3 separate regions of the Zea mays genome follow, and regions 1 and 2 are each linked to region 3. Evidence: chromatin contacts called from public Hi-C data. All regions are on one chromosome and are shown on one strand. Each heading gives the region's core, a stretch centred on a gene start, on an enhancer-like site or on the middle of the called end of the contact. The rest is flanking DNA. Distances are from core to core; before and after follow the strand shown.

Region 1 (2,700 bases), core at 58-2,557, 460 kb before region 3:
CCACGCGCCGAGCTCCCAGTATCCCCACACCCCCTTCCCGAGCTCACCCTTGTACTTTGCCAGCTTCTCCTTCCACGGGTACCCCTCCGCCCACCTCGCCGCCGTCGCGGCCGCCGCCTTCCCGGCCATCGTCGTCAGCTCCGATCGCTCTGGGTCAGTTAGGGTTCAGCCCGCGGCTTCGGGTAGTAGAGTGACCACCTATTGGGCCTTCTGAGGCTGGGCCACATTGTAGCTCATGTATTGGGCTTTAATGGCACATAAGTGGGCGAGGGAGAGACCAGGTCCGCAGCTTTTTTTTCCAGCTTCTAGACACCAGAAGCTGCTGCAGACTAGTAAATGTCTAGCTTTTTTTCTTTTCAGTCTGCTTATATAAGAATTATTTTGGTCAAAATTGTCTAAAATCAACATGAACATATAATAAGCTGAGTCGTTGCGATAGTAAAAACCATCACTTTCGATATCATAAATCCTATGAAATATTTTATCTTCTTTTACATGTAATCACCATGATACTTAGATTCTCTTTACAGTCAGATTCTCCTCACAATCAGATTCTTAGAAAAGCTTCTCAGAAAAAAGCTGAACCAAACAAACCCCCAACTCTAATCGAGCCTTTTATAAAGCCTTGAGCACGAATTTCATGGAACATATTTTGGTTATAGAAGTTGTAAAAAACAGTTTCTATTTATTGTCTGCTTTTAGTACATTCTGATAAACAGCTAAACTGATAACTGCTTCAAAAATGTCCTGTTTGGTCTATCTTTTGCTTAAACCTATGAAAAAAATTTATAGAAGTTGTGTCAAAGAGGGCCTTTGTATACTGTCAACAAGATCTCGCTTCCTTCCAATACCGTTCATTTTTACAGGTGTGACAAATACGATAGAGTTGTTTACTTCTCTTTAGAAGTGAAGCACACTAACTAGTTCTAAGCGGATGAAAATCTAGAGAACTACTGAGTGGAAGAGATGGCCGGTTTGGAACAACCCCTCCTCTTATTATAGAACTGTTATATATTTGCAAATCCGCTCTTAGATCTTTTTAAAAAAAATCACTTAACCCAAGGAGCATAATAGTTTAAACGATAAAATGCCAAATGCCATCTCGACGTTCTCCCTTTGGTTTCGAGGTCCAAACGATAAAATGAAATGGGCTGGTGGGTCTCGTGGGCTCCGTTTTGCGATCTTTAGCAATTATCACGAGTACGTAGGCCGATAGTATGTACGTACGGGTTGGATACAGCCAGCCCAACGAATAGCAGTCGCACGGCACGCAGTAATAACCTGCCCATCCCCCGACCCCACCACCGAGCTTATCTCCTCCCGTCTAGGCGACGACGACGACGAAGCAGCGGGAGGAGCATAAGCGCCGCCGATCCCGAGCATACGAGCGAGTTCTCCACTCATCCTCCGCCTCGTGCCGCAGATCCCTACGTACGCCGCCCGCCAGCCATGGCCCGCTCCTCCTCGCAGTCGCAGTCCTCCGTTGGCGCTGGCGCCGGCGCCGGCGCGCGCCCGGCCACCGTGGGGCCGCGCGGCACGGCCGCGGCGGCCGCCGGGATGCGCCGCCGCCGCGCCACCGCGTCCGGCGGGGGTGGCGGATTCTCGGGGGGCGGCGGGAGCAACATGCTCCGCTTCTACACCGACGAGGCGCCGGGGCTCCGGCTCTCGCCTACCATGGTGCTCGTCATGTCCCTCTGCTTCATCGGCTTCGTCACCGCCCTCCACATCTTCGGCAAGCTCTACCGCTCCCGGACGGCCGCGGCCTCCGCGTGATCCGATCCGATCCGACCGCTCTTGCTCCCACACATCGGATCAGACAGACAGATCAGACGGTGAAGGTTTTGGTTTTTGGGTGATGAATTTGTGTATGGCGAGACGCGCAGCTTGTTGTGTTGCCTAGCTTTTGGTTGGTCCTTACTTTCGATCTGCAGATGGAAACCCTAGTACTGGTCAACTTAATGCGCCCTTTCTGTTATTTTCTTCCCTTGCTTTGAGAATTATTACTGGAATAACTATGACTAGTTTCTTCTAATTCTGCTTGCTAGCTACAAGTGCATCTTCCTAGCTTTAGATGTGCTCCATTGTTGTCGCTCCATTAACTACTTTCTGCACTTGCTAGGTATTCTGGGTACTTTTACCGAACTGGGGAGTTTGATTATTGCTTCGCACCTTACCTGCTAGCCATAAAATTCTGCATTATGTTGTGTGCTCCTATAATTTGTCAGTGTTTGTTTCGCCCCTCCAGCAAGCTCTTGTTCTGAAACTATAGCATTCGAAGTTTGTACAAGTAGCTATGCTCGACATGATGTTATTATGTTCATCGCGAGGTTATAACAATATGATGCTGGTTGATTTATATACCTGGAAGTTAGAATGGGCAAAGCATATGACAGCTCCTTATTGCATTAGGCTTGAACTGGATGCTGCTATGAGTTTTTTTATCAAAGTTTTAAGCGTGTCGGGTCAAGGGTATGGACCTCCACTAATGTTTGGTCGTCAGGTTAAGGGTCACTTGGGTGGGTCCCTAATGTCACTTGATTCCCCGAACTTTTATTAGTGTGATCTGATGTGGTTTCATTAGTGTGCTCTAATGTGGCATGACACATCCACATTCGATTTGTATGTTATAAAGGTATATCTTCATCTTATATACCTTAGTATCATTTAGTAGTGACAATCTTCCAACATCCTATCTATATG
Region 2 (2,700 bases), core at 43-2,542, 340 kb before region 3:
TAGATCTTAAACTCAGGTAATAACATGTATAACATTAACATACTAGTTGAATCGAGCAATATCAATAGGAACAACAATATGATTGAATCTGCACGTATGATGAAATAATAGACTAGATCATGGAGTGGTTAACTAATGGTGGAATAGTTTACTATGGTTGGATAGCGTTGTTATTGAAGACGAGTAAAATAATTCAGTGACAGAGGGGATATGCAAGATGAGCCGTCATTCAAGTCAGGAACAGTCGCACGAAAAGCGATTCCCAAAAACCTTATTCATCATCCTCCACTGCAGGATCACAGAAACTAACGGTTCAAGAGATATGCTTTTCTGATCGCTAGTGGATGCAAATGTCCGGGATAGAGAGACGGTATACCAACATGAATGAGACAAAATTAACCTTTGTTCGAATAGAGATGCATTTCTAATATTGACCAGGTGTTTTGAAAATTTAAGTGTAAATGAGTTTTTGAAATTTTATTTGGTCATTGAGGATTTCTATAGGTCCCGTTTGTTTCCTTTCATTTTGAAGAATTGAAATCTTACTAATAAAATAAACTATTTTTTTAGAATGTAATATTCCACCACTTTCCAAAGTTATCATATAAGCCTATCTCAAATTCATGAGGTGAGAGATAGAAATTGATTCTATAGATTTACATGCTATTTTTCCGATGTACAACTTATAGCACACTCTTCTACTTGCTTCGCTATAACATAAATGTAGTATATAACTATCTCTGTCATATGATTTAGGATAATATACAAATATATTACATATATAAATATATGAACTTAATTAGTTTTGTCTAAATTATAATTATTAAAATGGAATTCAATTCCAACGAAACAAACGGGGCATAAGACGAATTCCATATATTGCGACGTACATCACTCCACGGTTCAAGCTGTGTGTAGCACATCGTGTATATGACCGTGTAATGCGGTGACAAGTGAACGTTAGTACGGTAGTTATGGGGGACAAGTGACATGTCGCCGCATCATGATTAGTAAGCGTTGCCAGGTCAAAGTAGCATTAAAATGATGCGTTCATTAGGAAGCTGTTCCAACTTCCAACTAGATCTGTGTTGAAACGAGTGGCATATATACAAAATCTTGAGAATTTTTTTTCAAGACATCTCATTCATCTGCCTCGTTAACTAGAAGCATGCGATCACAATGAAATGTTGTCGTCGGCACTCAGCTGGCTTGGACGACGTGACGTGCATGCATACTTAAGTAAGTGCTATAAAAAGGCCCAAAGCCGAAGCGAACTAGCGAAGAAACCACAACCGAAACCCACAACAAAAGCATCGCCAAGGTACGTAGAACGTAGCCATGGTGTCGTCCGGAACTGGAAGCATTGCCAAGAGGTGGCGCGAGCTCCAGGGCGAGAAGTCGTGGAAGGGCCTCCTGGAGCCGCTGGACATGGACCTCCGCAAGTCCATCATCTCCTACGGCGAGCTCGTGGCGGCCACCGGCGACGGCTTCAACAACGAGCCGCACTCGCCGCACGTTGGCCTCTGCAAGTACGGCCACGACGACCTGCTGACCAAGTCGGGAGTGGCCGCCGCCAGCCACTACAAGGTGACCAAGTTCGTGTACGCGTGGGAGGATTCGAAGCTCACTTGGATAGGGTACGTCGCGGTGGCCACGGACGGCGAGGGCGTGGCAGCTCTAGGGAGGCGCGACATCGTCGTGGCGTGGCGCGGGTCGATGACAGGCGCGGAATGGTGGAAGGACGTCGAGGTTCTGCCGACGTGTCCCTGGCCGGCGCTGGGCCTGGAGGACCACTCCGTCGGGCACGGGCACCCGTGCGCCCGCGTGCACAGTGGCTTCCTGTCCTTGTACACGGAGCCACCCAAGCCGCCCAAAGACACCAACTCCGACATGGCGTTCTTTGTCAACGGCAGCGCCAGAGACCAGGTTCTGGCGGAGGTGAGGAGGCTGATGGAGCTCCACAGGGACGAAGACACCAGCATCACCGTCGTCGGCCACAGCCTCGGATCGGCGCTGGCCATCCTGAACGCCATCGACCTCGTCGGCAACGGCGTGAACTCCTCCGGCCTCCTCGGCGGGCGGCCTCCGTGCCCGGTGACGGCCATCGTGTTCGCGTGCCCACACGTCGGGAACGACAGTTTCAGAGACGCCTTCACCTCGTTCAAGTACCTCAAGGTCCTCCACGTCAAGAACCAGCAAGATTGGGTGCCGTTTCTCATGGGCTGGCTACATGACCTGGGCGTCACACTGCACATCGACACGGCCCTGTCGCACTACCTCAAGAAGCCCAACCTTGTCACGGCCCACAGCCTTGAGAGCTACATGCACGCCGTCGCCGGCGAGGTGGGAAGCGACGGCAAGTTCAGGCTGCTGGTGGACCGCGACGTGGCGCTGGTGAACAAGAGCGCCGACGCGCTCAAGGACGAGTACCATGTGCCGGCGAGCTGGTGGGTGCCGCACAACAAGAACATGGTCAAGAACGATCAAGGCAAGTGGGAGCTCAAGGATTTTGAGCAATTCTGACCTGAACTATAAGGCGTTTTAATAATAATAATAATAATAATAATAATAATAATAATAATAATAATAATAATAATAATAATAATAATAATAATAATAATCTCTCTATTTTAAATTATAAGGCGTTTTGATTTTTCAAAATATATCGTTTTTATTATACACATAGACATACTATATATA
Region 3 (2,700 bases), core at 81-2,580:
TAATACAACAAGATGATCTTTAATTGCTGATCAGGAGTTAACTGTTTGCAGCGAGAAATTAAGACAGTTGAAAGCATGTAAATACCACAGGGGGCGCCTGTATTCATGAATACTAACAGTTTCCTACATTGTAGTGAAATATGATCCAATTGGTTTAATATGCAAAATAGCAATTCAAGGATGGTTAGAAATTAGATGAGGACTTTATGCTTCTAAAAAGTCTAAATTGTACAGTCAAACCTATTTGCAGGCACAACTACCCAATTGTGAAGACATTACTAATGGGTGTAGTGTTGCAATTTAGACACAAATACATAATCAACAATAAAGGTAACAAACACTAGAGAGATGGGAAACTTCAATACCGGGATTCTGAGATTTGTCATCGCTCAAGATCCCTGTAAACTCAACCTGGCCTTCCATGTACCGGGATGATCCCAACATTGATCTCTGACGTGAGGCACATGATTTGAGATTACGACACCAGCCTCCACCCTAAAGGTTGCAAAAAAAAAAAAAAGAGAGAAGCTATAGGATGTTTTGTTTAAGAAATGGGTTGGCACGTCATCTTCTTACTCCTCAAATTTTTTGTTAAAGGAGTGGTGCTTATCACAGCATTGCTACGGAACCTGATGCGTGCTTGGAATTGAAATCTACAACGCATGCATGGTTCAAACGAGCTTCGAGACCCAAGGCGCACGAGCTCGTATCGAAACGTGATATCGATCGGGAACATCACCTACCTCCAAGTGGATTAGCCAGCTCCGCGATCCACTCCCAGACCCTCCCTGCAGATGGTACCCGGGCGCGCTCCCATCCAAGCACACTGCGAAAACCAGAGCAGAGACCCGACTCAGATCCCGAGGCCGATTCCTGGTCGGGAAGTACTCGGGGCACCGTACGTGCGCGAGTACGAACGGACGGACGGCCGTTCGAAATTTGAAATTGAGAATTGAAAGCAAGGACGTGTTGTGAGCCGGGAACTCACGCGCGCCCTTCTCGCTGGCGCGGCGGACGAGGGTGAGTCCGACGAGGGCGGGGCCGCGGCGGCCACTGGACGCAGGGAATACTATGGAGGCGTAGCTGGAGAGCGCGAGGAGCAAAGCGGTCGCGAGCAGCGCGACGGCGAAGGTGGCCCCGACCGCGCCGGCCCGGCCCCGGCGCCTCCACCACAGGCGCAGGTGGTGCGAGGCCGGGGCCGACGGTGGCGGCGGCGGCATGGTCGGGGCAGGGCAGGGCAGGGCAGCGCAGGATCTGATGCGGACTGCGGACGGCTGGGCTGCAGCCTGCAGGCAGGCGGTACCGCGGTAGTGGAGTGCAGAGTGCTCGTGTCGTGCTGTGCCCCCTGCGGTTGGTGGTGGCAGCGCGTGCCCCGTTTTTATACTGGGCTGGGTCGCTTTTGCTTGGGCCTTTTGGTCCAACTGTCCGTTCTTCGTCATTTCCCAGAGTATCACTGTAGTTCATCTTTTAAAAAAACCTTTTTTCTCGACTGAACTGGAGGGATCAAAGCCCCTGCAGAAATTTATTAAAACGACAAAGAGTTACAGAGAAACAAAGCAACAAAACAGCAAAGCTAAAAAAGTTTTCAGTCAACGAATTGAGGGGGAAAAAATAAGGACATGGGAACAGACAGCTTTTGTATCCACAAATCCAAAAAACTTGGAAATTTGGCTTTTGCCCTCAAATAAACCAGTTTCGACTCTTTATTGAAAGTTTCCTTCAACCCTTTTGCCCTCAAAAGCCTGGTCCCCAAATGATGATTCTAACTAAAGCTATATGATAAATACCCACGGTACCAAAAGTACAAAGTTTTTCGTGTAAAATAAAGGGTTTACGATGTAGATTATATTGTTTACGTGCAGTGGCGGGCACACGACAGTGGCGGGCACACGACGAGAATTCATGGGGGCCAAGAAAACCACATGACAAAAACCAAGTACGGCCAAAAAAATAGTATTACATAGAATCCAAGTTTCATATCAATACACGTTAAACGAAAAAAATATAAACAAAAAAAGGAAACATATTGCTAAGTTCTTGCTGACCGAACTGATGTCGTATGTATTTGTCTAATGTCTATCCTTAAATGGTGGGGCACCAGTAAAGGGCTATATAAGACGGCCTCTCCAACACTAAGACAGGGCTCGTTGGTTCACCAAGTTCGTCGATCGCCAAGGATGGATCGCATTGTCACGACGAGCGAGATCGTGCCTGTCAGCCGTATCGATCACGACGATGACAAGTGGGGTGAGGGTGTCATTAGGGTTCGAGGTCGGGCGACACCACGTGTCGGGAAGGAGGCAGTGGCGGGCGACATCGGGGCATGGTTTACAAAACCGCTAAAAACCGGCGGTAAACCGGTCGGTTTACCGAAACCGCCGAGGTGCGGTTTCGGTAAACCACCGGTTTTTTTTCAAAATTCGTTTGAAATTCAAAAGATTTGAAAAAATTCATAAATACCAAAAACCGTTGGTAAACCGTTTTTTGGGACCGGTAAACCGCTATTTGAGATCGGTAAACCGCCAATTTTTGCCGGAAAACCGGATTTAATGCCAAAATTGAGTATTTAGTGGTCAATTTAGACAATATTAGTCTTGTTTACTATTATATGCTATATGTGAAGATGTTATATGTTAAAAGTGAAGATAAATCCGTAGCTCAAGTCCAGTTTAGGCATTTAGTGGTCAATTTCGGTTTCAT

Evidence for each region. Hi-C and Micro-C count contacts between places; a contact is called where the count stands out from the background.
Region 1: a Hi-C map of tassel shows a contact between it and region 3, with 2.2 times the contacts expected there. The contact joins the promoter of LOC100280873 here to the promoter of LOC100274158 in region 3. A contact is called at or near these places in 2 of 25 Hi-C or Micro-C datasets (leaf and tassel).
Region 2: a contact with region 3 is called in a Hi-C map of tassel, with 2.8 times the contacts expected there. The contact joins the promoter of LOC100382019 here to the promoter of LOC100274158 in region 3. A contact is called at or near these places in 3 of 25 Hi-C or Micro-C datasets (ear, leaf and tassel).

The regions. Positions count from the first base shown.
Region 1 is chr8:137,055,448-137,058,147 of Zm-B73-REFERENCE-NAM-5.0, forward strand. It overlaps LOC100280873 (protein transport protein Sec61 beta subunit), which reads left to right and starts at 1,308. Exons shown (of 1, transcript NM_001153793.1): 1 at 1,308-2,173. The coding sequence starts at 1,450. The coding sequence ends at 1,773. LOC101202700 reads right to left here and starts at 203. Exons shown (of 3, transcript NM_001294319.2): 1 at 1-203. The coding sequence starts at 129.
Region 2 is chr8:137,181,651-137,184,350 of Zm-B73-REFERENCE-NAM-5.0, forward strand. It overlaps LOC100382019 (Phospholipase A1-IIgamma), which reads left to right and starts at 1,293. Exons shown (of 1, transcript NM_001174785.1): 1 at 1,293-2,570. The coding sequence starts at 1,339. The coding sequence ends at 2,523.
Region 3 is chr8:137,519,313-137,522,012 of Zm-B73-REFERENCE-NAM-5.0, forward strand. LOC100274158 (Pectin acetylesterase 5) reads right to left here and starts at 1,331. Exons shown (of 12, transcript NM_001360546.1): 1 at 989-1,331; 2 at 744-826; 3 at 366-495. The coding sequence starts at 1,220.